2 separate regions of the Capra hircus genome follow, and region 1 is linked to region 2. A link is a contact called in public Hi-C data. All regions are on one chromosome and are shown on one strand. The core of a region is the stretch at or near the end of the contact, and the rest is flanking DNA. Distances in the headings are between cores, read along the strand shown.

Region 1 (5,992 bases), core at 1,686-4,185, 110 kb after region 2:
AATCCGAAGAAACCCTGTTATTCCAGAGGAGAAAACTGAAGCCAGACAAGTAACTGAGGGGCTCCAGGTGGCACTGAGAGGCAGTGAGGAAGCTGGGACTGGGGCTCAGGAACCCAGTGGGAGCCTCCAGCACTTGCCCCACCTCAGTGCCTGGCGGTAAAGCAGAAAGGACCCCCTGATAAACACTAGGGCACTACTCTCATCACCTTCAGAACAGGGGTCTCCCAGAGGTCCGGTGCCCCCTATGATACAATCCCTTTATTCCAGAGACCCTTCCTGCTAACCATGAGTGCTGTCACAGCAGTCCTAAGGCAAATGGTCAGCGATGACAAGCCTCATTATCAGGACTCATGACAAGTACTAAGAGTTAATAAAGACAGCATATCCACCAGCATGTGGACAGGGTGTCTCTTCTCAAGCATCAGTGGAGTCAAGCTTTAACCAGGCCAGGACAATGCTGTAGGCCTTACTAACCACAAGAACGTCTGGCGAGGCAGCACAGACTTAAAGCATCTTCCTAAGGAACCGAGCATCTTCCAAAGGAACTGGCTCAGAGGAAATAAAGGAAAGCAGACCAAAGAAGTCTCAGTTTGAAAGAAGCCTTAGCAATTTCACTGTTAACTGTACTCAACATACCTAAGGGAATTATCAAGGCCCCTTCCAGGCCTCAGACCCAGGTTCAATCCCTGGGTGAGAGAGATCCCCTGGAGAAGGGAATTGTGACCCACTCCAGTATTCTTGCCTGGGAAATCCCATGGACAGAGGAGCCTGGGGTCGCAAAGAGTTGGACGTCACTGAGAAACACACACACACACACATATCCAGTCCTCAAATCCTCTAATACGGAGAAGGCAGGCAGCTTCCACTCTTTCTCTGAGCAACTCAAGCATGCTTTCCCTCTTGGTAAGAAGAGATGTTAACTTTTTCTTTCAGTGGGCACAAAGGCAGGGGAATCAGCACAGTTTACACAGGAAAGAATAAGAGAAGCTGGACATGAAAATTATTCCAAAGAAAGTCTGAGTCTCTTTGCTTGGAAAGGAAATGTATTACAGGGGTTATTCTTGCTTTCCTAGGTCTCTATGAAGTCTTCATATTCGGAGAAATACATGCATGAGCGATGTCAGTCAGTAGGCTTTTACTATAGCTCTTGATAATGCCCAAATACACTGTAGTCTTGCATTAGTTAATCTAAGTATATTCAAGCACTGGGTAAGTCTGTTTACCAACAATTAGCTCATCCGATGAAACACCTGAAAAAGAGAGAAAGTGAAAGAGGATAACAAGCCTGGCCCAGACATAACCCCCAGCCACCACTACTGGCTGCATTTCTGAAGAAAAACCATGGCATATGGACAAACCAGAGACTAGGACTTCCGTAGTCAGCTCTGGGTCACCAGGTCACATCACGCGGAGCAGCCTCTCCCACCATATCTTCAGTCCTGGATCAGGAGCACAAAGCCAGGGAGGCTCAGGTTCCAGCGCTGGCCAAGCACTGCTGTCATCTCCAGGGGAATCTATAGCACAAGCGCCTAGCTCAGCCAAGGAGCTGAGAGTGCTGCTTCAAATTCCATCTCCAGTTTCCACTAAACAGTTCAGATACAGGAAAAATGTTCAGCGTATTTGCTCATAATTTTTCTACTTTGTTGAAAATAACTCTGGGGAAACGGTCTCATCACTCAAAAGAAGAAAAAGAAAAAAAAAGAGTCAGATGAGACTTTAAAAAGTCAGATCCTTCACACTGAAAAGTACTCATACCAAAAACTCTATCCATGTATCTCATCAAAAACATCCAAAACATACAACGTGAAGCCAAAAAAAGCAAGAGGCTTTCATTCCACTCCCCTCTCGGCAACAAGTCAGATAACCAATGACAGAACATAGGGCAGGAGAAACATTTGGTGACTCACACATTCCTCTTCGAAGTCAATTTTCAGATTAAAGAGCTGGTTTCTCTGGGAAGACAGAGAGGGACTAACTTGACAATTATCCCTTGAAACTTCAGGTCCAAAGAATTAAAAACCGTTTTGCCTCTTGGTCTCTCAAAGTCAATTCCATTTCTTTTTCCCCCAAATCATGAGTCACACCAAACATCTGGTAGCCGGGAAATTTACTGCCTTAAATCCATTCACTTAAGATTGACCGGATAGCCACGGCAGAGCGAGCACCACCCGAATTCAACGGATGATGCTGAATTTTAACTGGATCTCCTCCTTGGGCGTCCATATTTATACTTGTAAATGTCGGTTCTTCTCTCGACTTAAGAAAGCAAAAAGCAGTGAACCAACTTCACAGAGCGCTGCTCTCACGTAAATAAAACCCGATGAAACAGAAAAACGGGTGTTGTCGGCGCCAACGCCTCTCGGGAGACCAGCTTTTGGGCGGTTTCAGCTGCTGACCCAGGGCAGGGTCGGCCCGGCTCCGGACGCACGCCGGGTGGTACCGGGCAGCAGGCGGGCGCGGGCCCAGGCGAAGCCGTGATTCCACCCCGCCTGTCCACTAGTCCGCCGGCGGGCCCCGGCCGAAACGCCTGGCCCGGCCTGCGCTGACTGCCCGGAGAGCCCGCCCTGGACCGGGATGCCGCCGCCCCCACAACTGCTGGCCCCCGGAGCCACCCGGCACCCCCGGCCCAGGCCGAGCACCCCCTGACTGACGCGTTCTGACGAGGCCGGACCGACCCCGCGGGTCCCGGCGCGACTGGACACGAGCTGGCCCTCGGCGTGGGGGCCCCGCGCCCCCCGGCCCAGCCGCGCCCGCCTCCCCTCGGCGTCCAGCCCAGACCTCTACGGCCCTCTTGGGTCTCCGCCCGCCGCCATCGCTCCTGACCTGTCCCCGCGGGGGCCCGGGCGGCGGAGCGACGACTCCATCCTGCCGCACCGCGAGCGCCGACCGCTTCCACACCCGCGGCAGCTCCTGGCCAGCCTGGCGCAGCCGCCCCGCCCCGCAACCGCACCCCGCATTGTCACCACCGCCCATTGGTCCGCGCGCACGCCGCTCCGCGCCCATTGGCCAACGCACGCCCGACGCTCCGCGCCCATTGGTCCGCTCGCCCGCCGCTCCCACCGCCCCCGCGAGTGGGTTTCTAGGGGCGGCGACGCCGCGGGAGGGTTGCTAAGGGCGGGTTGCTACGCGCCGCTGGGTGGGAGCCGAGGTCCACACCCTAGTTGCGGCTGGGCTTCCCCGCTGCCCGCGCTCCCCTGCAGCCAGCCCCGCGGCGGTCAGTACTCAGAGACCACCCAGGGCGCTTCCTGGGGGGCCGCCCTTCCGATCCCGAGACATTCCCGGAACCACACTTGCCAACCCAGCAGTCCTTCCCAACGATGAGCGGCCGCGCCCCCTACCCGCAGGACGCCTTCTGCCTGCCCTAGTCCTGCCCAGACTTTTAGGACGTCCACGAACTTGCCCTGCACGCTTGCCTGACGGTCTTTTCCATCTCCCGCCCTTGACTGCCTGCCGCCGTCTTCTAACGTCTGTATCTCGTAATGAGATCCGCTGTCGGATCCAGTAAATCTTGTCCCCAACTTATTCGCAGTTTTACGGTCCCTACAGAACATCCTGTCAAAACTCATCGCATGTTGACTTTGCGGCGTTCGATTCGGAAGCTAGTGTGGCGTCCACGTTTTGAGTTTTTAAAACGCAGAAAATGTGGCACAAGCTAGGAGAGCCGAGGTCTGTGCTCGCCGGCCAGCCTCCACTCACTGTGTGACCCTAAACCCGGTTCATTATCTGTGCTTCAAATCCCCACATTGAAAATAATCCCTGCTTGTCTTGGTCTGGCTGGACCTGACAGACTACGTTCTGAAGGCCGAGGCGATGGAGTTAAATGAGAAGATACTTGTATGGGTGGGAGGAAAAGTAAGATATTTTCTTGACTGGACAGTCCCTCTGCATTAATTACAGTAAGAAGTAGTATTTGAAAAGATTACAGATTTATTTACATACACTTTAAACAGGACAAGAAATCATTTCCCCATCCTAGTTAATATTTATAGGTTATTTCAACTGGAAACAAAAAAATCAAAACATAGCAACCCTAGGTAACTTAATCATGTCCCCTTTATCTCCCCAGCAACCCCCCTTCACCATATTTATTACATGTTTGCTGCTCTCTCTTCACTCTGCCCTCTCAGATGAGCCAAGACTGCAGGGACAGCAGCTCAACTAGGAAAAGTCACAGTCTGCTCCAAGTTTTTCCATGTACCGGGTCAAAAAGGAAGCAGTCACCGAGCTGGTCCTCAAACATGTGGACTGAATTACTTTGAATGAGGTGACTAAAAGAATGAATAGATAATGGCTAAAGGGAACCATTAAGAATGACCATTTATGGGGGGAGGGGGAGGCAGTATTGCTGCATTAGTGTAGGTCAGAAGCAGGGTTCTCTAAAAACTCTGCAGCCATTTATTTACAGACATTCTAAAGTTATATTTAAAATTTGTTAAACAGTTAATACACTAAAAATATGAAGTCAACTGTTTACGATACTAAAAACTGTTTATGACATAAGATATTTTAAAAAGCAAATCTGGGAATTCAATTCCCTTTTGACTCCAGTGATCAATTTCTTGAGACCACAGATGTCTGGGACACCAGTCAGTCTTTCACGAGGAACTGGCTTCTGTTCAGCTTTCCCCTCTCCCTGAGGTACGCGAAGAGGTGTCGTCGCCTCCTCCACGTGACCTTTATCCCGTACTTCTCCTCTGGGGTGTCTTTAACCAGAACAGGCCCAGGCTCTGGGCTCTTCGGTGTGCTCGAGTGAAGGGAACAGCTGGGAAGGCTGTTTTCCCTCAGTTCAGAGGGAATGGGCTCTCCCTGCCCCGGGGATCCTGGGGTCTGGATGTCCGGGGGAATGAATGCACATGGGAAGTCTGGAAATGTGTGTGCCGACAGCTCCCTGCAGCTCTGGGGGCTGAGCATGGGCACTAAGGGCCTTCCGGAAATGTCCTTTTCTGGTTGACTGGGGCCATCCCCGATTGCCAGGATCCCGGGTGTGGCTGAACTGGCAAAAGACTGTGGAGTCTCAAACGTTAGACATGGAAACCTGGAGCTGGTAGATTTTCGACTTGAACGCCTTGCGTGGTCTCGATGATGATGCTTCCGGTTGCCTGGGAACCAGCTTTCTGCTGTTGTATCAAACTGAGGTGATACCTAAGGATTCCAAAAGAAAGACATAAATGTGAAGCATGCTAACTCCCAGATACAAACCTAAGGAAACTGCATCAGATGACCAGAATCCTAAATAGAGGCCCACAACAGCAATGGACTTAAAACAGCTGCCTAGGGACTTCCCTGGTGGCAGTGAATAAGAATCTGCCTGCCAACGCAGGGGACATGGGTTCGATCCCTGGTCTGAGAAGATCCCACATGCTGCAGGGAAACTAAATCCATGCACCACAACTACCAGTCCAGCTCTAGAACCCAAGAGCCACAACTGCTGAAGTTTGAGCGCCTAGAGCCCGTGCTCCACAACAAAAGCCACCACAGTGAGAAGCCTGTGCACTACAATGAAGAGCAGCCCCTACTGGCTGCAACTAGAGAAAGCCCAAGTGTAGCGGCAAATACCCAGCACGGCCAAGAAAACAACAGCTCTCTGTCTTACTGGATAACCATAGGAAGGGATGCGGGCTTTGGGCAAGTTACTCAGCCTCCCTGGCTTCATCACACCCTATGGCTGCAACACATTTAACCATCTCCCTTTCAGTCCTGAGGGTGGGCCCAGCTGTCTTCTTCACCACTGATGCCTAGCACCTAGCAGAGCGCCTGGCACCTAGAGGACCCCAGTGTAGGAAGAAAGGGCTGAAGGCAGACCAGTGAGTGAGATCAGGCATGGAGAGCAGCGAGCAGGGCCTGGCGCATGGTGAGGACTCCGGTACGCCTCTGCGTGCTCATGCCTCCTCCCACCAACAGCGCTCCAACATCTACGCTTCCTCCCCACTCCTGAAGCCAGGGGTCCGGTTCTCCCCAACACTCCTGGACCACATCTGTTAGGCGCTCTGGG
Region 2 (6,244 bases), core at 1,548-4,047:
ACAGATAATTGCCAGACTGGGTGACATCTAGACTCTATCCCCAGCCTCCTGCAATCTCTGAATCTGTAACAGTATGGTAGCTTCAAATACAAAGCTTATAACCCCAAAGTGTAAGGATCCTCAAGTCCTAAATCTTCACTGTAGTCATCTCAGCCCACCCGTGAGGCTGATTCTGCTTGCTTTGTTTGGACAGAGGCTTGAAAATAAATGTAAATATGATGAATGACACAAACATGTATCGATATTTGAATTTTGTGATAGGTTTAAGGATATCTGTAGCAGTAATTATTATAACCGGAGAAGGAAATGGCAACCCACTCCAGTATTCTTGCCTGCAAACTCCCATGGGTGGAGGAGCATGGTGGGCTACAGTCCATGTGATCGCAGAGTCAGACATGACTGAGCAACTTCACTTCTTCACTTCAAATGTTATAATCATTAGGGTAATTTATATTTTCTCTTGGTTTGGGGATAATTTTAAAAACATGACCTTTGTTGTTGTTGGTCAAGCCAAGTGGCTTGCAGGATCTTAGTTCCCCAACCAGGGACTGAACCTGCACCCTCAGCAGTGAAAGCTCAGAATCTTAACTACTGGACCACCGGGGAATTCCCTAAAAATATAATAACTTAAATTTTAACTTAAATCCTCTTGAAAAAGTCACATAACATGAAATTAACCATTTTTAAATGAACAATTTTTATCTGCTTTTTTAAGTTGTTGGAAAAGTATAAAAGTATGTGATATATTAGACTTATGATGTTAATTTAATACTAAGGTGGCTGAACGGTGAAGGTTAAATGTTTAAATAAGTCTGCTTAGATCTCTAAATTGAAACTTACTATGTTTCATGAATATTGTGTGTTCCTAGTATTACATTCCAAGTGTCTAAGATTTTGTTAGATTTGTTTAAGTATGGCTTGTTAGATATTTGAAGTGCTTAATTATAGTTTTGTCTAAGCTAATTTAACCAAGTTTGTAAGTGATAGTAAATATTTAAAGAATTTGTAAGCAAATTAAACATTAATCAAAAAGAAAAAGAGATTTAACATAAACTACTAGCTTTCTGAACAAAATAGCAGGATTTGTAAGTTGAACTTAATAAAATCAGGCTTTAAAATTTACAACTTTAATCAACTGAAAAAAAATTAAAATACACAAATAACTTGAAGTATTCTTTCCCATGCACGAAAGTTTCCCCTCAGGCATTAAAAACTCAATTAATAGTGACTTAGCAGTTTATAAATTAATACAGTGGTGTAGAATGATATTGTTGAAATTTTTGACCGCTTAAAATATTACAAGTCAAATGAAAAGGAAGCATCCTTTTTTGAATTTGTTAACTTTTTAAGTTCTATTTTTATTGACACTATTTTATTTATAGTAACTAAACCAAACAATGATGAGGGGGACTTCCCTGGTAGTGCAGCATGCTTCCAATGCAGGGGGCCTGGGTTCAATCTGGTGGGGAACTAAGACCCCACATGCCATGCGGTGTGGCCAAAAAATTAAAAATAAATAAATAATGGCAATGCCTTAACTGACTTGATTAAAAATCCAGACCCTTCTCTGCTACATATTAAAGATGGCCACTAATTCTTCAAAAGCAAAACAAAGAAACAGAAAAACCAGTGATGAGTGTGTTGATCAAATGCACACCTTTCCCAGGGGAGGAAGTCCATCACGTGCTCTACCTCCAAGGAGGAGGCGTGATCATTGACGAGTCACGGGTGGGGGGCAGGGCTTTTCTCTGCACCTGGTTAGAAAGCCTAGCCTGTTGCTTCTCAGATTTGAGTGTGTAGGAATCACCTGCAGATTTTGATCCCGGGAGGGTGGGGTGAAAGTATATGGGTTCTGAGCCCCAAGTGCCTGCTCTGCCCACGTGAGCACACACGGATGTGGCTCTTCTCAGGGGTCCCATTTACCAAGGGCTGGAGCTGCCCCCTCAGCCAGATCAGCCACGTCTGTGTCTCTGTGGCTGGAACAAGCCATCTTGCCGTCACACTACATCGGGACCCGGGGGGGTCACTGTCTCCTCTAAGCAGGCATTGAAGCAAATGCTCTCTGTTGCCCTTGACTCACTTCCTCCATCACAGAGACCAGATCCAAGATTCTCTGGGTACAGCCATGGGAAGGATAAACAGAACAGGAAGGCGGCCCAGTTTTGCTTGTTTGTCGTGTGATCCCCTGCTAGCATATAAGCTCTCCCAGGACCTGGACTTTGATTCTATTCACCGCTGCATCCCAGGAGCAGACACGGGAACCGTGCCAGACACATCCCAGGTGCTCAGCAATTGTTTAATGAGATAAACTCGGCCTATTTGGGCTGTAGGCTTTCAGGCCAGCCCTTCTAGAATTTGACATTGGGGTCCAAGTCTCCGCTGATAAAGACAGTGGTCAGTGCCTTGCCTAGCCTCAATTGTGCATCTCTCTCTCTCTCGAGGGAGAAGAACTATGATCAAGGGTAGATCTGGGTCTTCTTAGGCCCCTGGCTAAAATGACAGCTGAAGACCACTTCCATCTTAGAGCCCAGGCCAGAGGAGGGTGGTCCTCACTCAAGGCCGAGGGAGGACACACACCAGAGGCAGAAATAGAGCAGACGGCAATCGAGAAAACCAAGGCCCCCAAAGCTGCAAGTGGAATGCGATGAGTTGCCAAACCCAAGGGAGCAGAAGCAAATATCAAAGCCAGGGACCACGGCCAGGAATCCAAGACCCAGGGAGATGAAGGGGAAGAGCAAGTGGGCCTGCAGCAAGTGGGGAGGAGCCGGGCCGTTCCCCGGAGCAGGCATGTGAGGCTTGCTTTAATGTGCCTCCAGGAGCAAGGCCAGGGCAGTCTGTCAAGATTAAAGGGGGCCTGGGTGGGATAGACAGAACGGCATTCCCTGGGGGCTCCTGGTTTTCTAGAGCTAAAGCTGGGAGTTGGGGGAGTGGGCGGTGTATGGTTTCTCAAGTCCCAAGGCTGCTTTGAATTGCAGCTTGCACTTCCCGACTTCGGAACCTCTAGCAGTCACCGAAAAGTCTTCTCACCTTCACTTGCTGTTTGTTTTTGTGAGGGGCCAAGCTCTGTCTGACTCTCCATGACATCTATGGACTGCAGCATGCCAGGCTTCCCTGTCCTTCACTGTCTCCCAGAGTTTGCTCAAACTCATTGAATCAGTGATGCCATCCAACCATCTCATCCTCTGCCGCCCTTTGCTGTTAGGAAGGTGCAAACTCATAATCAGTTTAAAGTCTGTTTCTCCCCCACAGTCTCCAAGTGATATAGGCATATACAGCCTCCACAAAGTGTCTACATCAGGATCAGTGGGGGATTCAGAGAAAGAAACTGGAAAGAAGTCGGCCAAGTAGTGACTGGAGAGGAAAAGCGGAAGGAGAGAATCGTGCCAAGCTTCAGAAGTGCTGGGCTCGCCTTTGGGAGGGAGTCTGCAGAGAGAAGCAGATCCCCTTTGATATCAAGAAAACATTCCCCCACCCGCCCATCACAGGATGCTCAGCAGGCTCTTGCTCTGAACATCTCATTGCTACCCAATTACTTCCAAAATGGGACTGCTCGCCCGCCAGCTGGCATGCACATTTCCCTCCAGTGTTTGTGGTTGTCTGATCTTTACTTCTCTAATTATCCTCTACAGTCTCCACCCCTGTGCAAATAGGAGCATTTTCCAGAGAGATGAGAAAGCTTCCATCGTCAATGACTGCCAGTGACTCTCAGGGTCTCTGGGGCCAGCTCCCAGCTTTCTGCCCAGCACCAGCATCTGGAACAAAACCTCCTACACGTTCCTAACCTGTTCCCCACTACAGTCACCAGGAGAGGAGCCAGAGGATCCAGGTGGAAGCACAAGATCTGCGACGCAGTAACCGGGTGCCATGAGTGAGCGATTCCTCTGAGCCTCGGTTTCTTCTATGAAGAAAGTGTCTACAGCATCACTACAGAGCAGCTGCGAAACCAAGCAAGACAGTGTGTTTAAAAGTGGTCTGTAGGTGCTTCCCCGGTGGTCTGGTAGTTAAGAATCCGCCTGCCAGTGCAGGGGACTCAGGTTCAATCCCGGAAGATTTCACATGCCGAGGAGCAACTCCCCGCAACAACTGAGCCCACGTGCCTACTGCCTGTGTTCCACAACAAGGGAAGCCCACATGTGATAACAAAGAGTAGCCCCTGCTCGCCACAGCTAGAGAGAGCCCTCAAGCAGTAACAAAGACCCATCACAGCCAAAAATAAATAAACAAACCTTAAGAAAAAAGTGCTCTGTAAACTGAAAAGTGCTGCAGAGTCAGGAGTGGGATTATTACTGTTGTTGTTATAGCCATTCATGCTTCAAACGTTATGCCATGATGCATGAGTTAGAAATATGTTTGGCTGCAAATTACAAAAAAAAAAACACAAAAGTAACTTAAAGAAGATAGTTTATTTCTCTCTCATATAAAATCAATCCAAAGCTGTAATGGTGCTTCATGGAACCAAAGATCCAAGATCCTTTTACCTTATTGGTTTACCACTGGTAACTTCTATTCCTAAGGTTATTTCCTAGTACAAAATAGCTGCAGGAAATCCAGCCATTACATCACAATCCAGTCAACTGAAAAGAAGGAGAGGTGAATGCCCTCATTCTTCTTATTTATTTATTTGACTTCCCCATTTCTTAGTTGCAGCATGTGGGATCTAGTTCCCTGGCGAGGGATCTAACTCAGGTCCCCTGCATTGGGAGCATGGATTGTTAGCCACTGGATCATCAGGGAAGTCTCCTTCTTTCTATTAGAACACTTATGAAAACTGCAGCTCTATTTGCCTCCATTGGTCAAACTTACACAGCCTCATCTAGTGGCAAGAGAGACTAAGGAATATGGTTTTTATCCTGAGGGCCATGTGCCCTGCTAAAAATGGGGGACTCTATTATTCAGGAAGAATGGAAACCAGAGCATCTCTGCCCCAAATGATTGTTTCTGTCTCCTCATTTTAATATACATGTCAGTGCACAGCTCCCCTAGAAATGCTTTCTTTTCTTTACAACTGAGAAGAAAACCACTATTTCCTGCTTTCCTCCCCCCTCTCCTCTGCCCTTCAATGTTGGAATGACTCAGGGCAGTCCTGGCGACACCTCCTCTTCTCCAGCCATCTTCTCCTAAGTAATCTCATCTAGTCTCAAGGGCTTAAATACCAACCCAGGCGCCAGTGAAACCTCTCCCCTTCATTCCAGAATCGCAAGGGCAGCTGCTATGGACGCCTCCACTGGGAGGTCTAACAGGGATCTCAACTCAGCTCCGATCTCCACCCGCATATTTGCTCCTCCTCGAGTCTCTCCCATCACTCTAAGTATGTGACTTGAGCCAGGAACCTTGGAGTTAACCTTGCTTCCTCACTCTCCTGCCCACCCTGGACCCAAGCCTCAGGAAATCAAAGTGATGGTCTTCAAACACATCTCAAGGTCACTGGCTTTCTTTCCTCTCCGCCACTAACCCGCATCCAGAGCACTGTCTCTCCCCTTGACTCTGCAGCCACCTCCTAATGGGGTCTCCCTGCTGCCTCCCACCCCTGCCCTCCACTTATGTATCCTCACCTGACAGCCAGGTTGACATTTCAAATAAGTGACTCGGCACAAAGGTGGCAGATTCCACACATCCGTCTTTGTTTTCTCTTGAAATCCTTATAAGATGGCTGCATAGGTTTTTTTTTGTTTGTTTGTTTGTTTTTTAAGATATAAATCTCAACAAGATCAGGAAGGTGGGGAAAAAGTTCAGGAGCTGGAAAAAAGAAGAATGGGTGCTGGCTGACTTAGCAGACCAAGAGAGCGGAACCCTAACCTGGAGGAAGCCAGAAGGGATCATGGTTTCTACCACTGATCCAACTCGCCAACAGTCAAGAGCCAATGGCTCTGGGGGTCTCTGCAAGTGGAGGTGGAGGTGGCGGCGGGGAGTGGGGGACTGCTCCAAGTCAGTTCAGGAAGAGATAAATGGCCCAGAGCCCCTCCTAACTCCTTGCAGCTCCCCCTCCCAGCCCCAGCAGAAGTCTGAGCTCTTCCCCACGGGCTGGGGGACACCAGGTCCAAGCGAGCGCAAGAGGCTCGTGCAGAACAGGGGGTCCGTGGGCAACACTGGGGCACTCTTCTCCCACTTGGTTCGCAAGATGCTGGCGGCCGGACGGTTCTCCATGGCAGGAAATTGGGGGAGCCCTTTCCACGGAACCAGATGAGGCCAGGAAGCAATGCCCTAAAGCAGGCTGCACCCTAACACAAGAACCCCACCGGATGGT

The links. Hi-C and Micro-C count contacts between places; a contact is called where the count stands out from the background.
Region 1: a Hi-C map of blood shows a contact between it and region 2, with 2.3 times the contacts expected there. The contact joins the promoter of TULP3 here to the enhancer-like site in region 2. A contact is called at or near these places in 2 of 5 Hi-C or Micro-C datasets (both in blood).

The regions. Positions count from the first base shown.
Region 1 is chr5:105,795,075-105,801,066 of ARS1.2, forward strand. It overlaps TULP3 (tubby-related protein 3), which reads right to left and starts at 2,936. Exons shown (of 11, transcript XM_018048632.1): 1 at 2,824-2,936. The coding sequence starts at 2,864. RHNO1 (RAD9, HUS1, RAD1-interacting nuclear orphan protein 1) reads right to left here. Exons shown (of 3, transcript XM_018048634.1): 3 at 3,908-5,142. The coding sequence ends at 4,588.
Region 2 is chr5:105,682,899-105,689,142 of ARS1.2, forward strand. No RefSeq gene overlaps it. Among named protein-coding and RNA genes, the nearest start is that of TSPAN9, 16 kb to the left of the region's middle. Within about 2 kb of position 2,798, at least 1 of the 5 cell types and tissues checked has an H3K27ac peak or open chromatin away from gene starts, as enhancers often do.